2 separate regions of the Zea mays genome follow, and region 2 is linked to region 1. Evidence: chromatin contacts called from public Hi-C data. All regions are on one chromosome and are shown on one strand. Each heading gives the region's core, a stretch centred on a gene start, on an enhancer-like site or on the middle of the called end of the contact. The rest is flanking DNA. Distances are from core to core; before and after follow the strand shown.

Evidence for each region. Hi-C and Micro-C count contacts between places; a contact is called where the count stands out from the background.
Region 2: a Hi-C map of tassel shows a contact between it and region 1, with 2.0 times the contacts expected there. The contact joins the promoter of LOC103627492 here to the promoter of LOC100275801 in region 1. A contact is called at or near these places in 3 of 25 Hi-C or Micro-C datasets (bundle sheath, ear and tassel).

Annotation. Positions count from the first base shown.
Region 1 is chr5:194,845,363-194,850,409 of Zm-B73-REFERENCE-NAM-5.0, reverse strand. LOC100275801 reads left to right here and starts at 2,087. Exons shown (of 8, transcript NM_001357051.1): 1 at 2,087-2,378; 2 at 2,731-2,845; 3 at 4,041-4,157; 4 at 4,240-4,326; 5 at 4,433-4,509; 6 at 4,625-4,752. The coding sequence starts at 2,152.
Region 2 is chr5:195,069,151-195,074,197 of Zm-B73-REFERENCE-NAM-5.0, reverse strand. LOC103627492 reads right to left here and starts at 2,089. Exons shown (of 2, transcript XM_008647783.3): 1 at 1,614-2,089; 2 at 1,129-1,480. The coding sequence starts at 1,939. The coding sequence ends at 1,378. It overlaps LOC100274345, which reads left to right and starts at 3,553. Exons shown (of 9, transcript NM_001148705.1): 1 at 3,553-3,926; 2 at 4,065-4,174; 3 at 4,868-4,936. The coding sequence starts at 3,842.

The DNA of each region.
Region 1 (5,047 bases), core at 838-3,337:
AAATGAATACCTATTATTTTGGTAAAAGAACTTCAGTACATATACATATATATATAGTGTATATGCATAGATAAAAAATAAATCAAATAAATAAAGAAATTATGTTAATTTGGATCAAAATATCTCCTTCCTATTTCTCATACCTAATAACCTAATAGTTTGCCGTGGACCATGAGGTCTAATAGAACGGTAAAGCCCACCTCAGCATCTCACGGCAAAAAAAAATCCTCAAACCCTATTGTAGTCAAACTATGGCAGAGCCATCAGATAGGCCAGCCACCAAGTCGTGGTCGTGTCTTGCAGCCCCATATGCCATGGAGACACCAGTACCTCCGTTGCGCCATTGTGGCTCCGCAACACAACTAGGTACATAGACTTGACCGCTAACTGTCATTGCGTTGTGTCTGGCCTCGTTGTTGCATCGTCTGTCATCCGTCGTCTGAGGCTTCAATCCACCATAGTCAGGCGCGTCACCGCGTGTCAGGACAGAAAACCAGGGGGCAAGGTCCTATCGTGCCGATGTCCAATCCCACCTAGCATGTGGCCACCCGACCTTGACCTCCCCTGATTTGCTGCTTGCAGTACTGGGATGTAGGTGGGGCATTAGCGATTGGAAAATGCCAAAGAGAACAAGCAGCCAGCCAGTAACCGAACAACAACAAACAAATGCATTTCGATTTAAAACTTTTGAAATAGTTTAATAAAATTTGAGTTTAGTAGACTAGTTATTGAATCAGTTATGACCATAGCGTGTGTGTTTAATTATAGGTTATATATATATAATTAATTATATATATATATATATATATATATATCGATAGACATGTTTTAATCTTCCAAAAAACCATCTTATAAAAAAATTTGAATACCTACCCTCTAAATTTTGGGCCTGCCACTGTCCAGCGGGGGTATAAACGAATTGCGACGCGCGGATAGTCTCGGTGGTCTTTAGATAAACACGATCTAAGTTACATGGCAATTAATTATGTTGGTGTAATCGTACAAATTTGGTGTATTAAATATAAATCCGACGGTTACTACTATTTTTAGGTGGAAATGATTAAATGTGAAATTGAAACTAGGTTTTATATTAAAGAGGTTATGTAGTAGATCGTTTGATTATATAATTGTGTAAAGGAGTGTACCCACGTTGAAAGGAGGGAGGGCACAGGCTCCCACGCTGAATAGAGCGGTTATATTGCTATTTTTTAGATGTTTATTTCCAACAAAGAAGCACTCCATATGGTAATTTATAAACATGTAGGATAAACAGGTGTACGTTAGAATTACATCTGCATAAAAAAACAGCCCGGCACTCCAAGTGCCTCGTCATCAGAAATTCAGAATCCACTAATCTCCGATATTTTTTATCTTCTCCTGTCGCAATCCCATTTTTGCTGGAGAAAAAAAAAACAGGGCTCTAAAATACGAGCTCCACTACTCCTTGGCTCCTTGCTTCAGGCACGCTCATCTTCCACGCTCTGCTCCCGTGCTCCATCGATCAGGAATTCAGAACTCACAAACACGCCTGCTCCCTCTTCGATAAATCCAACCTATTATCCAAACCGTCTCCCGTCTGATCCGTCGCCGTCGAGGAGTCGACTCGCCTATCCACAGGCAAAAAGAAGAAAAAGGAGAGATGTAACGCACCCACTGGGCCAGTCCGCCAAAGCCCACCATCACCAGCGTCGGGCGTTCATGCGCTCGCGCGCAGCCTATTCAGACAGGCACCTCGCTCTCAAAACCTAGGCTGAGAGAGGAGGGAGGCCCGCCCTTATAAGTGCAACACGGCCCCCTTGGCTAGGCGAGGTGGTACTAACCCAGGGCATGCATACCGGCCCCTTACATCCCACCCCCCTAAGAGGCCCAAAGCTCTCCCAGGCAGCAGCGGCAATGTGGGCTCCGATACCATTTGTAACGCACCCACTGGGCCAGTCCGCCAAAGCCCACCATCACCAGCGTCGGGCGTTCATGCGCTCGCGCGCAGCCTATTCAGACAGGCACCTCGCTCTCAAAACCTAGGCTGAGAGAGGAGGGAGGCCCGCCCTTATAAGTGCAACACGGCCCCCTTGGCTAGGCGAGGTGGTACTAACCCAGGGCATGCATACCGGCCCCTTACAAGAGAGTATCTAGCTGGGAGCGTCGCCGGCGATGCTCTGCTCCGGCCGCATGCTGGCCTGCAACGGGGTCTTGCCCGGTCGGCTCCGGCTGCCGAGGGCCGACGCCTACCACCTGCGCCCACCAGCGCTCGCGCGGAGGTGGCGCGTCGTGGCCTCCGCTGCGGCGTCCGGCGGCTCCCCTGACCTCCCATCGTCGTCGTCTTCGCCGCCTAATCCGCCGTTTGGGGCCGGGGACGACCAGACCGCCGCGTCACCTGGGTAAAAAATTCTATAGGAATAGGAAGCTGGTAATTTTAGCTCTGCTGGTGAACTGTAAGACGTGAGCGAAACATGTTGTTCCGCTGGTCTACCTGCGTGTGAATAGTGAGTCGGTTTGTGATTGCCCGTGCGACGAATCTCGTTCGGACATAGTTTCCCAATCCATCAAGAATACATGGACATGCTGGATCTCTTTTTGAAAAGTAGGTTAATATGTTGGATCTGGCTGACAAACTATTGACCTTGAAGTTTCCATGAATATTTGTTTGTACCCTTTTGCATTTATCGATAGTATTCAGGCTTGGTTTGTGCTCGACGGAGCTAACATTGGCCCCTGCTTGGCTTTTTGCAGGTTTTGCATCATTGAAGGGCCTGAGACGGTCCAAGATTTTGCAAAGCTAGACTTGCAGGAGATTCAGGATAATATTAGGAGCCGCCGAAACAAGATTTTCTTGCATATGGAGGAGGTTTGTTAAATTTGTTTTCTTATGTCGCATACTGCTACTTATTTCGTTAAATATTAATTTTGTAAGATTGACATGTATGAAATTGCTTGTCAAAATAGATAACATTAAACAACATGCTGCCATCCATGGTTACTGAAATGGTCACACCCTTGTCTAAAACATAAGTATTAGTGTATTACTTAATTTGAATTAGACACTAAAGCTTAGCGTGATTGTGTTGGGAAATTTTGTTCTATAGCACTGAAAGATTGCATTTTTGGAAAATATCACCAAAAGCGCCTGATTCCAACTGCCGAAAAACAAACATTGTGGAATTTTATTTCTTCGTTAGAATTGATTGGTTTTGAGGACATTCTCCTTGCTTATTTTCTCTAGACAGTAGACACATACATGAAATGACAGAAAATTCCCATGTGCTAGATTGGCCAGATTGCCATAACAAGGCTAAACCACACCCTATAGGTTCTGTCTCCAAATTGATGTGGCTATTATGCTCACGTGCTGCACAACCTCCCCTTTGCTCCTCTCTGCCCCAGGCCGACGCTCGCCCCTGTTCCACACCTGGACGGCAACCCTGCTATGTTCCCATCCAAGCACCAGGCACCACCTGTGCTTATCGCACCCAAGCCAAGATTTCAGCAGCGAGACAAGGAGCATAGCCCCCGAAGCAGGATTGGTGCATATGTGCTTAAATATAGCAGCTATCATCTGGGTTTTGAAGGCTGGTTCTGTTCTGTGTTTAGATGGTCTGGGGCATTTTGGTCCAACTTAACGGCAGCCAGTCCAAAATTAAACAGAATAACAGATTGCTAAATCTGCAGTGTTTGGATCTTTCAATGGTATTTTACTCAGCCAGGTTCTTTCTGTGGTATTTTCTAAAAGACACGAGCTTAGAATGAATTTTCCCTTGTGTAACTGGGTGCTATTGTTATACTCTGTTCTGGGCATCCATGTTATGCAGATACTAGATGACTGCCCATGTGAACTATCAGAAAACTTGAGATAGATCTTTCACAAAAAGAAAACTCGAGATATCCATCATGTTTGCATGCCTTGTGCAGCTTCTTTCGTTCTCTAAACTGATTGAGTGTTTTAGTTGTCTGTTATAGTTGGTTCTGGTTGCAGTGGTGCCAGAAAATGCATCATATGCTCTTTCTAAGTCTTATATCCTTAGTTCCGTGTGCTTTGTTCATAGATTCGAAGATTGAGAATACAGCAAAGAATAAAAAATGTGGAACTCGGAATTTCAGATGAAGAGCGTGACCATGAACTCCCTGATTTTCCATCATTTATTCCGTTCTTGCCTCCTCTGGTATGTATGTGTGGCGTTCAGCACTCAGACACTTTGATGCCTAGTTGTTACTAAGGTATAAACTTCTACCTTATGTGAACAGAGTGCAGCTAATCTAAAGGTCTACTATGCCACATGTTTCACCCTCATAGCTGGGATAATGGTGTTTGGTGGTTTTCTTGCACCAATCGTAAGTCACAGTTTTCAATTTTGGTATCGCTAATGGTGACTATCATAGTTTATTTTGCCATATAAATTGCTTTGAATGCTTAACAAGTGGATGTGATGTCATGCAGCTGGAACTTAAACTTGGTGTAGGGGGCACGTCTTATGAAGACTTCATCCGCAGCGTTCATCTGCCGATGCAGTTGAGGTACTACCACTTTTCCATGGTCCATTAATGTATCAAGGATCATCTAGCTAGAGAAGTCAAGACTGATCTGCTATGGCTACTGACTGCTCTCTTCATTTGTCTACTTGTACTGCAGCCAGGTAGATCCCATTGTGGCATCTTTCTCAGGCGGAGCAGTTGGAGTTATCTCTGCCCTAATGGTTGTTGAGATAAACAATGTCAAGCAGCAGGAGCTTAAGCGGTGCAAATACTGTTTAGGAACCGGTACGTTTTCCTCCAAAACCTTTTCATGCTCGTATACCATGAAGTTAGGTTCTATAGAAGATGGCATATGCCATTCAGTTTTCGCAGCTATACAGACCAGTGTAAACATTATTTATGTTGGCCTGAAGCTCACACTGAAGTCTGATATATGTTGTGAAGTTCGTTGCTTGCTCAGTTTTAGTGCAGTAATAATAAGATGTTGACACCTGGGTCAAAATAGTGTTGTGATGAATTTGAAGTGCTGACAGCTCTTGGGCCCCATATCAATATTTGCCATGCATTCTGTATGACTACC
Region 2 (5,047 bases), core at 840-3,339, 220 kb before region 1:
CCTGCCAGCCCCGGCGCACCGGCACTCCGATCCGGGCAGACGTACGCATCATCACATCCCAATCCCGTCCCGTCCCATGCCCCCCAGGCACCGGCCCGACACGCCGGTCGGTCGCGGCGACCTCACACAAAGGCTGCGCCCTCCCGCGCGGGCGCCCTCGCTCTCGCCACACGAGGCGTACCGCGCCGCGACACCGACCATCCGATCCGCGCTCACCGCATGTGGGCGCCCCCGCCCCCCGCCCGATCCATCGTTTTCCGCCTCCCGCGATGGGAGCGGCTGCCGTGGAAAGTGGGGGTAGCAGGAGCCCAGGGCGGCGGTGTCGGCCCGTGATTCGGTGATCCCCCACACGCGGCGAGGGCGAGCCGAGCCGAGCGAGACGCCTTTTTCCCGGCTGGGGAGCTTTGCTCGGCGGTGCATCCCGGTGGTTTAGGAGAGATTTGACATTATGAAACAGGACGGGTGCGGTTTCGACGAAATAGAGGCTCAGGCGGGGGTTTCTCCGTTATAGAAAAGCTGGGCATAGCCAACACTCTAAAATGGACATGACTATTCTATTAACAGGTTCAGAGCAGTATTAGTCTCGTTGAAACCAGGTTCCGTCCCCAGCGCCGTCGCCGTCAGTTCTCCATGGCTAGGTCTCCTCCATACCCGTCGCGTTCTCCTCCATACCCGTCCGAATGAAGGACGCCGCTGTGCGGACGGGTAAGCCGCCGGAAGCGCGCCAGCTGAGCTGCCGAATGCGCCCTCGGCGATCATAATCACGACGGCGACGAGGCTCATCTTGGCCGCCAGCCTGGACACGAAGTACCCGCGGACGAAGCGCCGAGGGCGGCTACCGGCAGGCCTTCGAGCCCGTTCTTGGCGGCCCAGGACCGGATCACCCGCCTGGCGACGTCGACCTCCTTCCCCGGCGACTAGCACTCCCCGGCGCTCGCAACGGCCAGCACGGCGAACCGCCTCCGCAGCGCGCGGTCCGTGATGGCGACGTCCTCTGGCAGGCCGACGCACCCCGGGCAGCGCGGGGACGGCGGCCAGAAGTTCTCCGGGCGGCAGCGGCAGCCGTGGGCGACGAAGAGAAACGCCCTGGCCGGCCCCGCAGCGGGTAGCTCCCAGATGGCGCGCGCTCTCTCCATGGCCCGCCACCTCCTGCCGCCTGCTCCACCTCCCGGCGCTCCTCGACGGCGTCGAGCTCGCGCAGCGCGCCCGCGCCCTCCTCTCCGACATCGCGCGCCGCCACATGGAGCTGGACACGGTCGTGTTTGTTATTTGCTGTACATCAGGCACGGAGCTTCAGAATGCTTCTTGTAACCCTGGGATCTACTCAACGTGTTTGTTATTGATCAAGAAACTCCCTTGCCTTTCCGCGCTGGGAGATCAATACCGATCTGACTGAGTAACTATAGCCTCGACCCGATCTATCGATGCATGCAACTTTCTATAGTTCATACTGAAGGCTGGTTCTCCTGCGCCAACAGCCCTGTGTAGAGCAAATATGTCGATCATAGTGTTCGTGAGTTCAAATTGTTCTCAGGAACTAGGATCTTTGCTCGAATGCTTATAATAATTATAAGTAATTTATTTAAGTAGCGTTAGTGCTGATTCAGACTTACCCATGAATCTCAGGAAGCACATACTCTGCTTTCCATCCAATCCTCAAATCAAACCATGGGAACAAGCTGAGTTTTGATGAGGGCGCAGCGGCCGAGCGCCTTGACGTCGCCGATGCGATTGAGGACGTCGAGCAACACTGCGTCGTGGAGCCGCTCGAACTGGTCGGCGGACTCGGCCTCGCCGCACGGGCACTCCTCCTGCTGCTGCCGCGCCGCCTCCATCCCACGGAGGTTGCAAGCAGCCAGGCACACATATCGGGATCGGGGAGAGGAGCGCGCGTGCTCGTGCTCCCGCCACCTCCTGGCTCGCCGCCGTCCGCGGCCATCTCGCCGTCCGAGTCCGGCACCGCGGCCCCCTGGGGATGACGGCGCTGAAGACGGCAGCCGAGCGGAGGAGACTTATTCTCACGGCGGGAGATTAATTAGTGTCCATAACAACTAATGGGATTTTTATGTCCATATCAGCGCTTGGCCGTCCTCTGCGTCTTCAAATTGTCGAAGCCCTTCCCTATGCCTCCATTTCGTCGAAACCAACTCTGTCGTGTTCCATAATGACAATAATCTCGGTGGTTTAGACGTGGTTAGTTCTGACCACTGTACGTGCTGGGGCGTGTACTACGTGCCTTCGTCTTTCGATCGCTACCTGCTCGCGTGTAGTATGAAAAATGTGCCGACGAATTAATGCAAAAATACTCCGTACTAGTTTTTAAAAAGGAGATGGGCGCTTTAAGCGTAGTCTCAACTGTCGCACATCAAATGATTAGCGTGACGACGAATTCGCTGCCTTTTGAAGAAAACAAAGTGGGTGGGATTAGGTCCTACAGGTCCACTGAGGGACGGGTGTTGAACTGGTAGTGGTAGTTGCATCGCATGCTGGACCACACCGTCGTGCTGCCTCAACGGTGCGTGGTAGAGCGGGCCTGTTCGTTTATCCAGAATTCCTCCAAATTCGTTCTAGCTGATAAAGCTGGAGTATATAAATTAGACAAGCAATTTGCTTAAGATTCGTTGGAACATGCCCTAAGAGAAGAAAAAAGAAAGAAAAGCCATCGGCAACTCCAGAAAATGACAGCTCAAGCGATCCGACAGTACAGTCTGCTTCCCTTGATCTTTCATGACGCTCTCGGGTGGTTCAACAGAAACAGATTACCCACCAACGAAAATGTTCTCCATAATTGGGTTAGACAATGCATGCGTGCTGAAAATAAAATCGAGCCGCCTGCATGCCTCTAAAAAAAAGAACTTGACGGCAGCAGGAGTATGTGTAGCGCCGAGACTTGTACTGTATAAGTCTATATAGTTCTAAAACAAAACAAAAGTAGTTATTATATATATTTGTGCCCAGTCCAAAGTTATAACACGGTTATTGAGAGCCGATTCTTTTTAATATACTCGATAGTTTCAGCTTTAAATTTCATGGAGCTAGGCTGGAACCCGTGATGCCTCCCTCAGTGACCTACATTAACACGAAAACACGCTGACCTACTCCTCCAAACATGCCGATCCACTCCTACAACCTAGATTACCGGAACGTCCAATAAAAATGAAAATTTTAGTTTTGCTAAGGCAAACCGCCTTAATTCTACCAGAAACAAGTAAAAAAGTATATTAGGATTTTTATAGTACATATCGTTAAATCCGTAAATATTGAATTTGGAGGAATTAAGGGCAGGCGAAAGAGAATATATGCCCCCCCCCCAAATTAAAGGAATAAAATGGGAGGGTATAGTTTAATTAAAATATAGTAAAGAGAAAAGGCCTCGGGGGAAAAAATAAAAAGGAGAGAAGAAAAGCGAACCGAGCAAGCAAAGGCAAAGCCGGAAGCATTTCCCTATATTGATTGATTTATCCAAAGCAGCAGCGGCAGGAGCACTGCACCGTCCAGCACACACCAGCATTGTCCTGAGGCCTGAGCAGCGCTGCGCCGCCCAACCAGAACGACGAAGCGGAGCCAGCGCCAACGAACCAACTAACCAACGGACGGAAGTGGCGAGGCAAGGCCGCCGCGAAGCCGAGCAATAGCCCCCCTCCTCTACCCGTTCCTCTCCTGCCTTCTCGGGATCTGCCCGCCCGCCTTGTGCCCCCGCGGTTGGAGCTCCGGCTGCACGACACCATGAGCCCCCGCGCGTAGAGGCTGGGAGAGAGGGAGCGGGGAACAAAGTTAGGCACCAACAAAGTTAAGTGGGGAGGCCAGAGCTGGCCAGCTGGGTCGCTGTTCTACCAGAGGGATGGACGGGAGCGCCGGCTCCTTCGTCGCCGTCCGCCGGCTCTCTGGCTCCGACCGCGCCGCCGCCTTCCACCACTCCTCTTCGGGTGCCTCGCCTCGCCTCGCCTCCGATTTGGATAGTTCCTCGTTTGTTTTCTTACATAGCGGCTGTTGTTGCTCCCGCCTCACGCCACGGGACGATGCTTATGGTTATGGTCTGTGCTGTCCCTACGCTGTTGCTGCAGCGGAGGTCGTGACGGGGTCGACGGCGTGGATCGGGAGGGGGCTCTCCTGCGTCTGCGCGCAGAGGAGGGACAGCGATGCGCGCCTTTCCTTCGATTTGACGCCTGTGCAGGTGAGATTCGTCTATTTCTTTACGATTTCATTGCCAAGTGTTCTTCTGCGGATTCTCGACCCTGCCAATGAAATTTGTAATATCTCACTGTTTAGCCCCCCTGATTTCATTCTCAGCTTCAGACCCTACTCTGAATCTCGCATTGCTTCTGCACCACCTGCGTCAAAATTGCTCTGACTCTCTGTTAATTCACTTCAGTGCCTTTTTAACTGGAGTAAGTTGTTTATTAATTTGGTGAATTATCATGTCAACGAAATTTGAGACACCTCACTGTTTAGCCCCCCCCCCCCCCCCCCCCCCCGAATTTATTCTAAACTTCAGACTCTCCTCTGGATCTCGCATTGCTTCTGCACCACCTGCGTCAAAATTGCTCTGACTCTGTTAATTCACTTCAGTGCCTTTTTAACTGAAGTAATTTGTTTATCAACGAAATTTGAGATACCTCACTGTTTAGCCCCCCCCCCCCCCCCCCCCCCCCCCAAATTTATCCTAAACTTCAGACTCTCCTCTGAATATCGCATTGCTTCTGCTTCTGCAGCACCTGCGTAAAAATTGCTCTGACTCTGTTAATTCACTTCAGTGCCTTTTTAACTGAAGTAATTTGTTTATTGATTTGATTAATTTGGGTTTAGCTGTACACTGCAGGATATTGATTTTATCCACAGTTAACATATTCTCTCTAGCGTGTTTCAGGAAGAATGCCTACAGAGGTTACAAAACCGTATAGAAGTTCAGTATGATAGTGCAAACAGAGAGCATCAGGTACTTGTACTTCTTAGGTTCCTATTGACGCTAAACTGTCCTCATGAGGTTCATCTCGTGTTACTTGTGAAATTCCATGCACTATTACGAACTGTGTGCGTGCTATTTTCC